Regions from separate parts of the Mus musculus genome. Here region 1 is linked to region 2. Evidence: chromatin contacts called from public HiCAR-type data. All regions are on one chromosome and are shown on one strand. Each heading gives the region's core, a stretch centred on a gene start, on an enhancer-like site or on the middle of the called end of the contact. The rest is flanking DNA. Distances are from core to core; before and after follow the strand shown. Region 1 has its middle 25 kb from the start of Gm33624. Region 2 has its middle 20 kb from the start of Mdm1.

Region 1 (6,728 bases), core at 2,655-5,154, 860 kb before region 2:
CAGAAATCCGCCTGCCTCTGCCTCTAAGTGCTGGGATTAAAGGTTTGCACCACCACTGCCCAGCTAAATATTTATTATCTATTTTATTTTTGAGATGGATCCACACAACCACTAGGTGCCTTGTGTCTAGTGAAGGATGCTGGTCTTGAACTCCCTTCTTCATCATGGTCTCTGGCTCGGATGTCTTCCCCTGCTTTATCACAGAGCTACCTCCATTTTTACCTTTGCATGCTTAGACACCCCTCCCCATCTCCTTTTCTCATTCCACGCAAGTCCACTCTCTGCTTTGTAGTCTTCACGTGCACCTTCATCCAGCAGTATTCGCTGGCAACTTATTGTTCTTCTCCTCCCACTAGGAAGTGATCTTTGTGGCATCAGAATACCCTCAGCCGCATGACAACACCCCATTTCAAGTGCCTATAGAATATATATAGTATAGACAGTACTCTGTATATAGTTATGGACTGGGGGGATTCCTCAGAGAACGCCATCTGTTCAATGCACTTTCTCCCAGCACAGTTGCGATGGTCATTGTGCTACAAAACTGCTTCTCTGGCAGGGAGAGAGAGAGAAGCAAGAGCGAGGCAGAAAGCATATCTTTTTCATTGCTAGAAGCTGGTGTTTCTGTTCATTGTCTTATAACCCTAGGGCCTCCAAAAGACGCTTTATGGGGCTTGATACTGTATCTCCCGAAAGAATGCACGTCCTAGTTCAGAGATGCCCACAGCACAGAGAGTCTTGGTTACTTTCCAAAGTTATCATGTTTTCTTTTGGCACAAGCTCATGCCCAGAAACCTGGATAAGCTTTTACACTGGAATAGCCCGGAGCTGGCAAAACTCCCTGACTTGGAAGGGAGCTGACCACAGCAAATTAAAAGGAAGCCTTATTTTTTTTCCCCCCTTAAGCCCAGAAGCTAAGTTTCAACTAGCCCACAGCATCACCTATAAAAGATCTGCTTAACATAGCGAGAGGCATATAAAATTTGGATTCAGATCTTCTGGATTTGAATAACCGCCAAATAAGCCCAACACATGGGAAGTCCACTCAATCCAACGCCTTAGTGTGGCAGCCACAGGTACTCCTCATATCTCTCACTGTAGGGGCATCACCTGCTTCCTTCTCTACCTTTATGCGTTCCCCTCCTGCATCCACCCAGTCATGCTGCCTGAAGGTTGGACTTTACTAACAGTGTGGCCTATAGGACGTGTGGGCAAGCCCATTCCCCATCCACTTGAGATTTCTCCAGTGGACCACTGTGCCTTTTGGGTACTGTGGTGGTTTGTCTATGCTTGGACCAGAGAGTGGCACTATTAGGAAGTGTGGCTTTGTTGGAGTAGGTGTGACACTGTGAGTGTAGGCTTAAGACCCTCGCCCTACTGCCTGGAAGTCAGTCTTCCACTAGCAGCCTTCAGATGAAGATGGAGAACTCTCAGCTCCTCCTGCACCATGCCTGCCTGGATGCTGCCATGTTCCCACCTTGATGATAATGGACTGAACTTCTGAACCTGTAAGGCCCGCTCCAAATAAACGTTGTCCTTTATAAGACTTGCATTGGTCACGGTGTCTGTTCACAGCAGTAAAACCCTAACTGAGACAGAGGTCCCCCTAAGGCCAGCTAGGCTTCTGTGGCACTTGCTCTCCCTTCTCCTCATTGCAGGGGTTACACTGCACTGATTCTGCCCAGTTTGCTTCCTCCTGTTCTTGTCCTGAGCAAATCGGTCTCACAGTTCATCATCTTGCCATCTGCTGCTTGACCCCGACCAACACACCGACACTTGGTTTTCTTGTTAGCACAACACAGTTCACAGTCCTGGTGACTTTTATCAAGGCCTTTCATTTATTCATACCCCAAGCCACCACAAAATTGTGCTATTAGGAGCCTGGAGAGATGGCTCTGTGGTTAAGAGCACTGGCTCTTCTTTCAGAGGATCCAAGTTTGATTTCTAGCTCAGAGCTGTCTGTAATTCCAGTCCCAGGGGATCTAATGCTGTCTTCCGGCTTGTGAGGACAATCCACACACAGGGTACATGTACACGCAGACAAAACACCCATACATATAAAATAAACAGAATTTTTAAAAAAATTATAGAAAAATTATATAATTATATTATTACGGTTAGAAAATGAAGTCAAATTTCAGGATATCATACCCGGCAAACCACCTGATGGGTCAGAACATCTGCATTCATGTTTTCTATTTTGGGCATGTTCCAGGATGACAAAAACCTCTATGTTGGAGCACTGTGCCACTCTGGAAAAGACCGAAAGTAGGTTTATAGGACCTGAGAGCCAAAGGCATTTACCTTTTCCTTTGGATTTATTTGATATTCTAGGGGAAAGGATCAGAACGTCTTAGAACCTTTGATACTCATTTTCATGGTTCAGTACTGTGCATTTTCCAGTTAGCCGTGTAGAAAAAAGCTCCACATCTTTTTAGTGCCCGGAGATATTGATAGTTTCCCGGACTTTCTCCCTCCCTTATGGACCCTGTGCTGTTCTGGTTAGAGGATGCGATCTTCCCCTGGGCTGACTGGACTTATTACAGCTGTCTACTCACTGGAAAGCACTCTGGGTAGACCAGGCAGCAAAGTACCGCCATGATTACAGAGATGATTGGACAGTTGGTGAGAGCCGCAGCTCTGTTAGCCACATGCAGGAGCAGAGTCTGGGATCCTTCATTTATCCTCAGGGATCTGGAGATCCAAAAGTCCTCAGCGGTAGGGTGGGCGGGGCTTCTGCACGGCTCTAGTGAGTCCTCCTCCCACCCAAGGGGAGACCAAATCCTTATCCAATCTGTGCTCGGCTTGGACACAGCCTTTCTCAGAGAAGCAGGACCCGTTTTCCCAGTCTAGAGTGGTTTAGTCCCTCAGACCTGAATGGAAGCAGTTTTCAGCCACAAGGACAGCGCCATGAGGTCTTCTTGATACACGCAGAACTCTAAAATACTCCGTATGATGCTCCTGTGAGACTTTCATTGAATCTTAGTGGAATTAGAACCACTCTCGTGAAGAATAACTTTAAAAAGCCAAACAAGGAAGTGGTAAACAAGAAAGAAAATAAAGATTGGCAGAAAAGCAAAAAAAATTTTTTTTCATTACTCCTTTGAAAATTAACCATAATGATTTCTGAATCATTACCAGCCACACAAACGGGATTCTATACTAAGAGGAAATGGGACCTTTTGTTTTTGTTTTTATTTTTATTTTTGTTTGTTTATTTATTTTTATTTTTTTTACAGAAAAGGAAAAGGCCCCAATAGCGAGGGATTAGGGCACAGACAAATAATAGCACCAAGCTTTTCAGGAAAGGGGCTGCCTGCAGCTTTGTGGGAACTCTACCAGTAACAGGGTGGTTATTGAGATGTCATAGAGCAGATTGAGAAGTAGATGCAGAGGCAGGGGGAGGAGAAAGAACAGGGGCGACATTTTTCAGTGGCTTATTCACTTCTCTGCTGGCTGACAGTCAGTGCTGGTGACAGTCCCACCTCACCCTGGCTCAGAAGAGAACAATCTGACTGAATAAAACAAAAAGAAGCCACACTAGCATCATACCCTGCCTGGGTAGACTAGAGGAGGGAACTCTGCAATTCTCTGGTGCTCAGAGCGTCTACAGGTATTGGTGGGTTTGTTGTACAGCACAGATTTTTGCTTGCAATGCAAAATTGGAATCCTTTAAGTACTTTCAATTAGCTGCACAGGCCCCAGAACAAGATTGAATAATGGGTGTGTGTGTGGGGGGTCTTGGAACATTGTGGAAATCTCAACTAGACCTGTTTGAGTTCTGGCTGAACTGTTTCTGAGAGCAATCTGTCATCTGGGGACAAGTTTCGTCATCTAAGGAGAGTGAGTCCATCCGACAATGACAGACTCATTCATGTAGCCCATGGGCAATAAGGAAGTGTCCCCCGAGGAAGGGTGTGCAGGCCTTCAATCATTACGTAACCACTGCAAGTCTCTGTTTCCTCATCTGGGAAACAAGAGTGAGTGACGTAATTTGTGGATGTCATCTGGGATCAAGTTAGAAGTTATTCATCTACTGAACAAAGGTTTTTTTTAAAGTGTAAATTGTGTGCTTAGGGATCTTATTAATGAACAAAATTTCCAAGGTCTGAGTCTTCACTGACCTACATTCTTGTGTAGAGAAATGGACAATACATGTAGTAGTATATGTATCAGAGGGTATCTGATGAAAAGCTGGGTAGATAGGAGACAAAGGGAGAAGTAAATCATGTAATATTGTGTAATGGTAAAATATCTCGCTAAGACAACATCTGAGCAAGACCAGAAAGAGGACACATGAATGGTGTGGACCTCTGGGGGCTAAGCCTTCCAGATAGAAGGAGCAGCAAGATCCTCGAGTGCATACAGCACCACCGTCTGGCTCATGAGCTGGCTTAGTATTACAGGAGTGCTAAAACTGCAGTGTGGACAAATAGACCCAAAGTAGGGATGAGCGGAAGGAAGGTTAGCAGGTAGAAGGCTATTGTAACAATCAAGGAGCAAGATAAGCGCCCTTTCAACAGGACGGCAAAAACGGCAGTGGTGAGCAGCGATTGAGATTTACAGCCCAATGGAATTGTTCATGGATTGTTTTTGGGATTGTTGAAAAGTCCCAAAGGATTGCTCTGCCCTGGGAGGAGAAATAAGGAGTTATGGGACAAGGTGATGGAGACCGTGGGACGTGAGGACTTCCTTCTTGCAAGTGTTCAACCAGACTTAAGGTAATCTAAGCAGAGATGTGTCTGAGAATGTAGGCAGCAATAGGACAATGTATACATGAAAATGTACATAATTCATATATAGAGAAGGAGAAGGAGATGAGAGGAAAGGAGGAGGGAGAGGGAGAAGAAAGGAGCATTCTTTAAAGAGTCTTACAATTTGACATCTGGAGAAAGTATTTTAAGGAGTTCTGAGGTTTGCCATCTGTGTGGGGTAACAGGGGGGCACCTCTAACTGGGGGACACCTCTGTCACCTATAACTTTTCTTTGTGTGTTTTGAAATGTTCACTCCTGTTGTGAATACCTTTGCTTGCGTACCCCAGTGGCCTCCTATGCTTGGCTCTGACAGCATTCCCAGGAACCTTGGAGAGGGGATGAGGCTGGGGTCAGTTGTACTCTGGTCAGCATCCTTCAGTATTCTAAAACAGCTTTTCGAGACATAATCAGAACACCGTGCAATGCATCCATTTAAGGTGTGTAACTGGGTGAGTTGTACACGCTCGAAGCATATGCAAACACCACCACAGTTAATTCTAGCACATTAGCGCCACACCCAAAAGGAAAGGAATATACTTTAGCTGCCTCTCCCGTCTCCCCAACCTGCCTGGGTCTGAGGTTTGAGGCAGCGATTTCATGCCCTGCCTGACAGATTTTCCTGTTGTGACCATCTCATATAAATGGAACCAGATGACACGAACAGTCCTAGTACAACTTCCTTCTTTTGACACCATTTTCAATTTTACCTATCCCGTAGCACCGACAGTTCCTCAGTCATCCTCATAACCAAGTAATGCCGTGTTGTGTGCTCACGCCATGTTTTTCTGGTCTTCACATCACTTGATGCTCCTCAGGTTCCTCCGCCTCTGGCTTTCTAGACGAGGCCTTTATAAATGTGTGGATACGATTTTTGGTTCAGCACACACATATGGTAAAGTATGAAAGCAGTGGCCTGTGTTATGAATGAGGGCCGGTCTTTGCTTGCTTTATTCTCTTTACTTCTGAGCCCACCAACCTTTTGCTCTCTGCTGAGACCAGTCTCAAGGACCCATGTGCTTTAACCATTCCTGATATTCAGCCTGAGTTTCACCCCCACGTGGAGCCCCAACACCACAGAAATGTTTCCTTCTCCCCAGAGGCTTGGGAGAACTTCTATTGCTTCGAAGAGCACAGAGCTAGTCTTTCTCCTACCCCTAGTGGAGACTTGGCTACCTGCCTGTCGCAGCAGGAGTGCTCGTCTCTCTTCAGCGCATGCGCAAGGGTCTCCTGCTTGCGCAGCCCCAGGTGTGACCCAAAGCCAGCGCAGAAGGAGCCCAGCTGTGTCTCAGCTTTCCAGGCCCCAGGGAGGGGTCACGGCTTCCGACTTCCGACTTTGGCAGCTGAGCCTTGTTGAAGGTCTGCTTCTTTGCTGTAGCCTCTTCCCAAGCCAGCTGTCATGGTCCTGAGGTCAGGAAGAAGCGACCTCTCATTGTGCTGCGAGAGGTGGCCCCTTGCTGAAGAAGGCTGTTCTGGTCTCCAGCATGGTCCCCTGTGACTTAGTACTTAGTGGGACTGAGGCTGCAGTTCTTGGCTTTTGCTGGGTCTTTTCTGTCTTAGAGCCTTCACACACAGGGGACATTCAGAACACGGGACATTCAGAACACTGGGGACATTCAGAACACATCAGAGGAGTTGAGAAGGTGGGGCAAAGGAGCAGCTTCCATTCTCATCTGCAAAATGGGGACAGTGACAGTCTCAACTGAGATGAGATGAGAACTGGAAACAGGACATGAAATAAATAATCCTTGTCACATAAGCTTTCAGTATAATTTCTTTCTTTCTTTCTTCTTCTTCTTCTTCTTCTTCTTCTTCTTCTTCTTCTTCTTCTTCTTCTTCTTCTTCTTCTTCTTCTTCTTTTCCTTCTCCTTCTCCTTCTTCTTCTTTTCTCCTTCCTTCCTTCCTTCCTTCCTTCCTTCCTTCCTTCCTTCCTTCCTTCCTTCCTTCCTTCCTTTCTTTCTTTCTTTCTTTCTTTC
Region 2 (6,808 bases), core at 2,204-4,703:
GATGGCTCAGCAGTTAAGAGCACTGACTGCTCTTCCAGAAGTCCTGAGTTCAATTCCCAGCAACCACGTGGTGGCTCACAACCATCTGTAATGGGATCTGACGCCCTCTTCTGGTGTGTCTGAAGGCAGCTACAGTGTAATCACATACATAAAATAAATAAATCTTTTTTTTAAAAAGGGGGTTTGGGGTATAGGTTAGTGTTATTGTGCTTGCTAAGTGTGTGTGAGACTCTGTGTTTTATCCCCAATAGTAATAATAAAATAATTAATAATAATAATACCCAACTCCCCCTTTCCCACCCTGTTATCCTCTGCCCCAATACCATTCTCACTTTCTGACCTACCTGTTTCTTACATGTTGAAATCCGAATCAACATCTTCATTCTTCCTCCTATCTCAGTCTACCTGGTTTTCAGTTCGTGTCAACTTCCATTGTCGCCTAAGGTGCAAAAACCCACTTGACCTCATTCTTTCCACAACATTACCCAACCTCTGCCCTGCTTACACGTCGTAGCTGCTCAGAGTCCCTCTGTGGAGGTGCTATTGTGCATATCATAGGCTCCTGGAAGCTTGGGAAGCGGTCTACACTTCATAGCCTCTCTTCAACCCCCACTGTAGCGCACCTGGAAAAGTCACGAATATTAGGAAAGAGGGTCCCGAGAGGTGGCTCCGTGACTAAGAGCACTGACTGCTCTTTGAAAGGGTGCAGATCCAATTCTCAGTGCCCATATGATGGTTCACAACTGTCTATAACTCCAGTTCCAGGGAGTCTTCACCCTTTCTGGCTTCCTTGGGCACCAAGCACCTATGTGGTATAGACATACATGCAGATAAAACACCCAAACACATAAGATAATAATAAAATTTTTAATTAAAAAGATTGGGAATAAACTCAGCATACTTTGATGGTAATAATGATAATATTTCTTAAAGAAGTCTTTTTTTTTTAAGATTTATTTTATATATGTGAGTACACTGTCGCTGTCTTCAGACACACCAGAAGAAGCCATTCGATCTCATGGCAGATGGTTGTGAGCGTTGCTGGGAATTGAACTCAGGATGTCTGGAAGAGAAATCGGTACTTTCAACCACTGAGCCATCTCTCCAGCTCAATAATGATAATATTACAGCACAGCACCTACTGAAATCTGTTGCAAAGAATTTTATATCTATTAATTTGCTTTGTTCTCACAATAATTCCAGGAAGTAGAAACACTACTATCTGCATTTTACAGCTGAGAAAACTGAGGCCTGGAGAGGTCACATCAGCTGCCCGTGATTAACCACCAACCATAAGTGATCCTCACAGACTGAGACATGGGGCGGAGCGGGGGCCGGGAGGGAGGGGTGTAGCCAGATAGAGTCCAGAAAGGCTAAAGCATGAAAAAAAAAAAAAAATCCAAGGACTCCTGCTCTCCCAGCAGCGTAAAGTAGCTGTGTTTCCGTATTGTAAACTGAAAGGAATAAGGAGAATATCAAGGCTTGAATATACTTGGCCCAGGGAGTGGCACTATTAGGAGGTTTGGCCTTTTTGGAGTAGATGTGTCAAAGTCACTGAGGGGTTTTAAGACCCTCATCCTAGCTGCCTGGAAGTCAGTCTTCCACTAGCAGCCTTCAGACGAAGATGTAGAACTTCACCATGCCTGCCTGGATGCTGCCATGCTCCCACTTTGATAATAGGATTGAACCTCTGAACCTATAAGCTGCCCCAATTAAATGTTGTCCTTATAAGAGTTGCCTTGGTCACAGCAGAGAAACCCTAAGACAGAGATTGCATTAAGATGCAATTTGTCCTTCCTGTATATCTCCGATGCTAAACAAATCACCCACACACACCCTTGTCCCCAGCTTGTAAATGAAGTCATTGGGATTACTCTGAGCCAGCCAGGCTGCGATGAGATTAGTAACCCTTCGAATTGGCAACCATCCTGCCCGAGAAGGCACGCGTGAGATGTGTCTCACTCTGCAGTGTTCATATCCTCATTGCTTCATTGCTCATCAGGAACAGTTTGGAATATGTACAAATCAGTCTCCATGGTAACCAATGTCCTTATTGAGTCAGATGTCACCCCCCCCACCACCAAGTGGCAGCCCGTCCACACCTACCTGAACCCCGAGTCCTCACTCATCGGTAGCAAATGTGGGGATCTAACTCCTGCATTGCTGCCTGAGCTGCCCATTTTGGAACCCAAGGTTACAGCCCAAAGGCTGGACTCCTCACACTCGTCACCTCCTGCCTGTGAAACAGAGACTATAGGCCCTGTCAGTGAGTCACACAGCTCTGTCATTTTCCTGTCACCCAAGTAGGAATTAGTATCTCCTGACTTTTGCTAGGCAAGATGGGAAAGCAGAGACTCCCTATCTTAGAAAACCGTGCCCAGGGGAAGACCAGCCCTCTGGGAGTCTGCCTTGCTTGCTTCTTGCTTCATGGAGGCCTGGAAACCCTAGTTTCAAAGTCTTGAACAATGGTTATCTTTGCTAACTGTAGGGATTCTCTTAAAATGAAGGGAGAAATTAAGAAACATTGTTACTTTAAAAATATTATTCCTGAGTCATCGGTATTTGAATGTTTTTGTAGGTTCGGATAGATTCCATATGGGTGGAAGGCTGGAGACTTGATTTTGAAAGGCAAACAGGATGCTTTAAACAGGAGGCAACTATGTATCATGCTACAACATCTCCCTGTGAAGGGATGTTGGAGCTGACTCGCACATTCTAGACCGGCCTCTAGCATTTATACTGCCTCAACAGACCCTACAGTCTCCATCGCCCCAGAAGAGACTCAAAACGGCACACACACTCTGCAGGCAGATGTCAGGGTAAGCCCAACAGCCACAGGAAACAGACGCGCATTACAAAAGAGGCTCCCCAGAGACAGGTGTGCGCTAGTGTAACCATGGTTTTTAATCTCTGCAAATGCACTCTCTGTACCTGCGCGCAGCTTGTACAGTACGTTCAAAAGAAACGCGCTAATAGCCAACAGATGGTCCCTCTCTGGCGCTTTCTTATCACGTAGCTTTGACTTTGCAGCTTTCCAGAATAGAGTGAAGCTGATGTGTCAGCTTGATTTATACATCCCATAATGAACCTCATCAAATACCGCTACCAATCATTTACGTCATACTCTAAACCTGGACTGGCTAGCTCTCCAGAACAGAGTGTACCTGATGTTTAAGCCTAGGAACTTGATACACGCAGCATCATGAACCTTGTGAAATATTACTATCAATCATTTACGTCGTAATGGACACCCGGACTGGCCATGGTACAGGGATGGCGTGTTTGTTTGTTTAACACTCTGAAAGCTTCGCGTATTTCTTTTCTCTCAGTCCTGGGGATTAGCAACACAGCAACCATTTCCTTTCGATGGCTGCCGTCAAGATAACCATCCCTGCCTGATTTCTTTGGAACGGCTTTCCCACGCTGAGGCGGAATCCTATCTTTTATTTATCTTAGAGAAATCGGAAAGACGCTGTCTACCTCTGGTCTGACACTGGTGTGGTCTCTGTCATAAAAACCAATAGTCAAGTTCAACCCAGGGACCAGGAATTGTTAAAGGTAATCATTGCCGTCCTCCTGGGTCTTTGACTGTCCAAGTGTTTGCTCCACAAGACAGGCAGGAACCAAGATGTAATCAAGACTCTGGCTGGTCCCAGAGGACCGAACTGCGTGTGAGTCATCTTCCTTTGTTACACAACCAACACAGACACAAAGGGACCCAGCAACATTTCGTCTCCTGAAGTGTAGCCTTTCATTAAATTACCGTACGGCACAACTGTGTTTCTACTCTCGGATTTTACAGAGCGGGCGTAGCTCAGGGGGATTGAACAAGTCTCAGAAAGCAACCAACATACAGAGCTGCCCCCATGTAGAGCTCAGAACCTCTTAAGGAAGTGAAGTGGGCAGAATTATCCTCATGAGGGACCTGCCTGGGAAACTGGAGCTGATGGAACCCAAACAGCACCGTGGTTCCAAGTAATGACACCACCTTTTGTTCTCGGGCTCTTTTTCCTACCTAAATCCTGTCACCTGCTTCTTCCCTAGGGAGTGAGCTAATCGGTGGCTGTTACCTCTCTCAATGGGTCCATCTGGTTCACTGAAATCTATCTCACCTGGAATAGCAAAACAAAAGATGGTAAGACAAGCATGAGTCAGTCTCATTTCTATGTCTATCACCCTCGATTTATGAAAGAATCCATTAGCTTCCCATTCACGGAAGGTGTCAACTATAAGGCAACAGGGCTTCCAGAACATTCTAATAAGACCTAAATTGAGCTGGTATTTATCCAGCTCATTTCAGGTTAAACATATAAGGTCCTAGTCTTCCTCCCTCTCCCCCACCCCCATGTGTGTGTGTGTGTGTGTGTGTGTCTGTCTGTCTGTCTGTCTGCCTCTGTCTCTGTGTGTCTCTGTCTCTCTGTGTGTGTCTCTGTGTCTCTGTCTCTTTCTGTGTCTCTCTGTGTGTGTCTGTCTGTCTATCTCTCTGTTTCTGTCTCTCTCTGTCTCTCTCTGTCTCTGTCTCTCTCTCTCTCTCAAGATCTCAATTAGCTGAGAATGACAGAGGGTAATATTGAGCATAATGATTCTCCAGCCTCTATCTCCAGAGCGTTGGGATTACTGGTGTGCACCACCATGCCCTAGTTATTGTTTTTATTTTTTTGATTTGAGACAGGCCCCACACTTTGTAGCCCAAGCTAGCCCAGAACTCTGGGTGACCCTTCAGAGTGCTAGAATTATAAGTGTGCGCTACTACACTTCACTAAGCATAACTCTTTCATTGGTAAAGCCCTTCAGGGAGGTAGTGTTAGAAGCTGTCCCAAAGCCCACCATGAAGAGGGGTGGGTGATGGGAGCCCAGTGTGAGATCACAGAAGTAGGACTTCCAGGTTCAACGCTGGCACCAGGTGCTTGGAACAGGAACGGAGAGCATCGACCCCAGTAACTCAGCATTTAGGCGGGCAGGTGTAGACAAGTGAAAAATCCTAAGTAGCTTATAAAAATCCCCTCTTCCACCACTACCCTCAAAACCAAAATGCTTGGTCTTCCTCTCTTAAGTATCCTCCTTTCTTATGCTTCATAACCTGAAGGGAGTAGAAATCATTTAGCCACATGGGAAGCAATAATGCATCACCATAATGAAGTAGGGGTGGAGAGAGCTTCCCTTTTTCTCATAGATTCCTGCTGAGTCTTTCAAGGGGCAAGAGGGTTGTGGCATTCTCTCAGATCTTTAGCTGGGAGTCAGATCAGTGGTGTTCTGCCTCCACTGATCTGTAGTTGAAACAGTGTTTGCTGAGCTGTGGGCTTTAGCAGTGAAGAACCATATGACAGAGCCATGGGCCTGACCCGGAATCCTGGTTGTGCTATGCTACCCGTATGATCACTGGTCTCCACCAGCCCCTGTCTTCTCATCTGTAGTATGGGCATAAAAACAGTACACACGGGCTGGGAGGATGCTCAGTCAGTAAGGTGACTGTCACACAAGCATGGGGGCTTGAGCTCAAGTCCCTAGAACCTGTGTGAAAGCCAAGTTTTGTGTTCTGTTATCTACAACCCCAACAATACCAGCTAAGGGGAGCAGAAACAGGCAGGCCCCTAAAACTCGTTGGCCAGTCAGCCTAAACAAATTGATAGGTTCCAAATTCAATGAGAGACTCAGATTCAAAACAGTAAGGTAGACAGTGACTGAGGAAGACACATGAAGGTGACTTCCGCATCCTGAAGTCTGCACATGCACTCACGTTAATACACACACCCCACACAAAATTAATTATAACAGAACCAATTGTACTTTGATTATCGAGAAAGGCACCTAATGTCATCCTCTGGTCTACCCAGAAATGTGCACGCACACACACATACACACACACACACACACACAAACTCTCGCACGCGCACACACACATGCACAGAGAGAGAGAGACAGAGAGAACCTACCTTGTGAGATAAGTCCAAGAATTCATTTAACTACTGTAAGTAAATTATCATTACTATTTTTATTATTATATTCTACAGAACATTATTAGGTTCAAAAGATGTTTCCAAGGAAACCAAAGACTACGATTAAGTAAGACTAAAAATACTTCACACAGGCTGGAGAGATGGCTCAGAGGTTAAGAGCACTAACTGCTCTTCCAGAGGTCCTGAGTTCAGTTCCCAGCCACCACATGGTGGCTCACAACCATCTGTAATAGAATCTGACACCCTCTTCTGGTGTGTACTCATATGCATAAAATAAATAAATTTTTTTTAAATTAACTCTTTAAAAAGAAAAAGAGCCAGGCGTGGCGGCGCACACCTTTAATCCCAGCACTCGGGAGGCAGAGGCAGGTGGATTTCTGAGTTCAAGGCCAGCCTGGTCTACATAGTGAGTTCCAGGACAGTCAGGGCTATACAGAGAAACCCTGTCTCGAAAAACCAAAAAAAAAAGAAAGAAAAGAAAAGAAAACAAGAAAAGAAAGGGAAGGAAAGAAAAGAAAAGAGAAAAGAAAAGAAAAGGAAAGGAAAGAAAAGAAAAGAAAAGAAAAGACAAGACAAGACAAGACAAGACAAGACAAGACCTCACACTGATATGGTTTTCAAACCCAGGAAGCTAGCAGTTATCTACACCATGGAACACAGAACACAGCAGGACCCGACCTTTTTTTCCCAGGGATCTTTCCTTACCCTGATAACCTTGTCCCCTTGGTGTGTTGTAGACCATCCTTCTGCACTGACTTCAAATATGGCCTCATCTATGTTAAACTGTCTTTTTCCTAAGTTCTACCAAGCATTTGACTACTGTTTGCAAGAAATGTCTCACCAATAGGAGA

Evidence for each region. HiCAR-type assays count read pairs that join an accessible place to other places.
Region 1: a contact with region 2 is called in a HiCAR-type map of fibro-adipogenic progenitors, with 2.9 times the contacts expected there. The contact joins two enhancer-like sites.

Annotation. Positions count from the first base shown.
Region 1 is chr10:118,978,812-118,985,539 of GRCm38.p6, reverse strand. No RefSeq gene overlaps it. Among named protein-coding and RNA genes, the nearest start is that of Gm33624, 25 kb to the left of the region's middle. Within about 2 kb of position 3,904, at least 22 of the 459 cell types and tissues checked have an H3K27ac peak or open chromatin away from gene starts, as enhancers often do. A contact at or near this core is called in fibro-adipogenic progenitors, where this site is marked.
Region 2 is chr10:118,118,141-118,124,948 of GRCm38.p6, reverse strand. No RefSeq gene overlaps it. Among named protein-coding and RNA genes, the nearest start is that of Mdm1, 20 kb to the left of the region's middle. Within about 2 kb of position 3,453, at least 117 of the 459 cell types and tissues checked have an H3K27ac peak or open chromatin away from gene starts, as enhancers often do. A contact at or near this core is called in fibro-adipogenic progenitors, where this site is marked.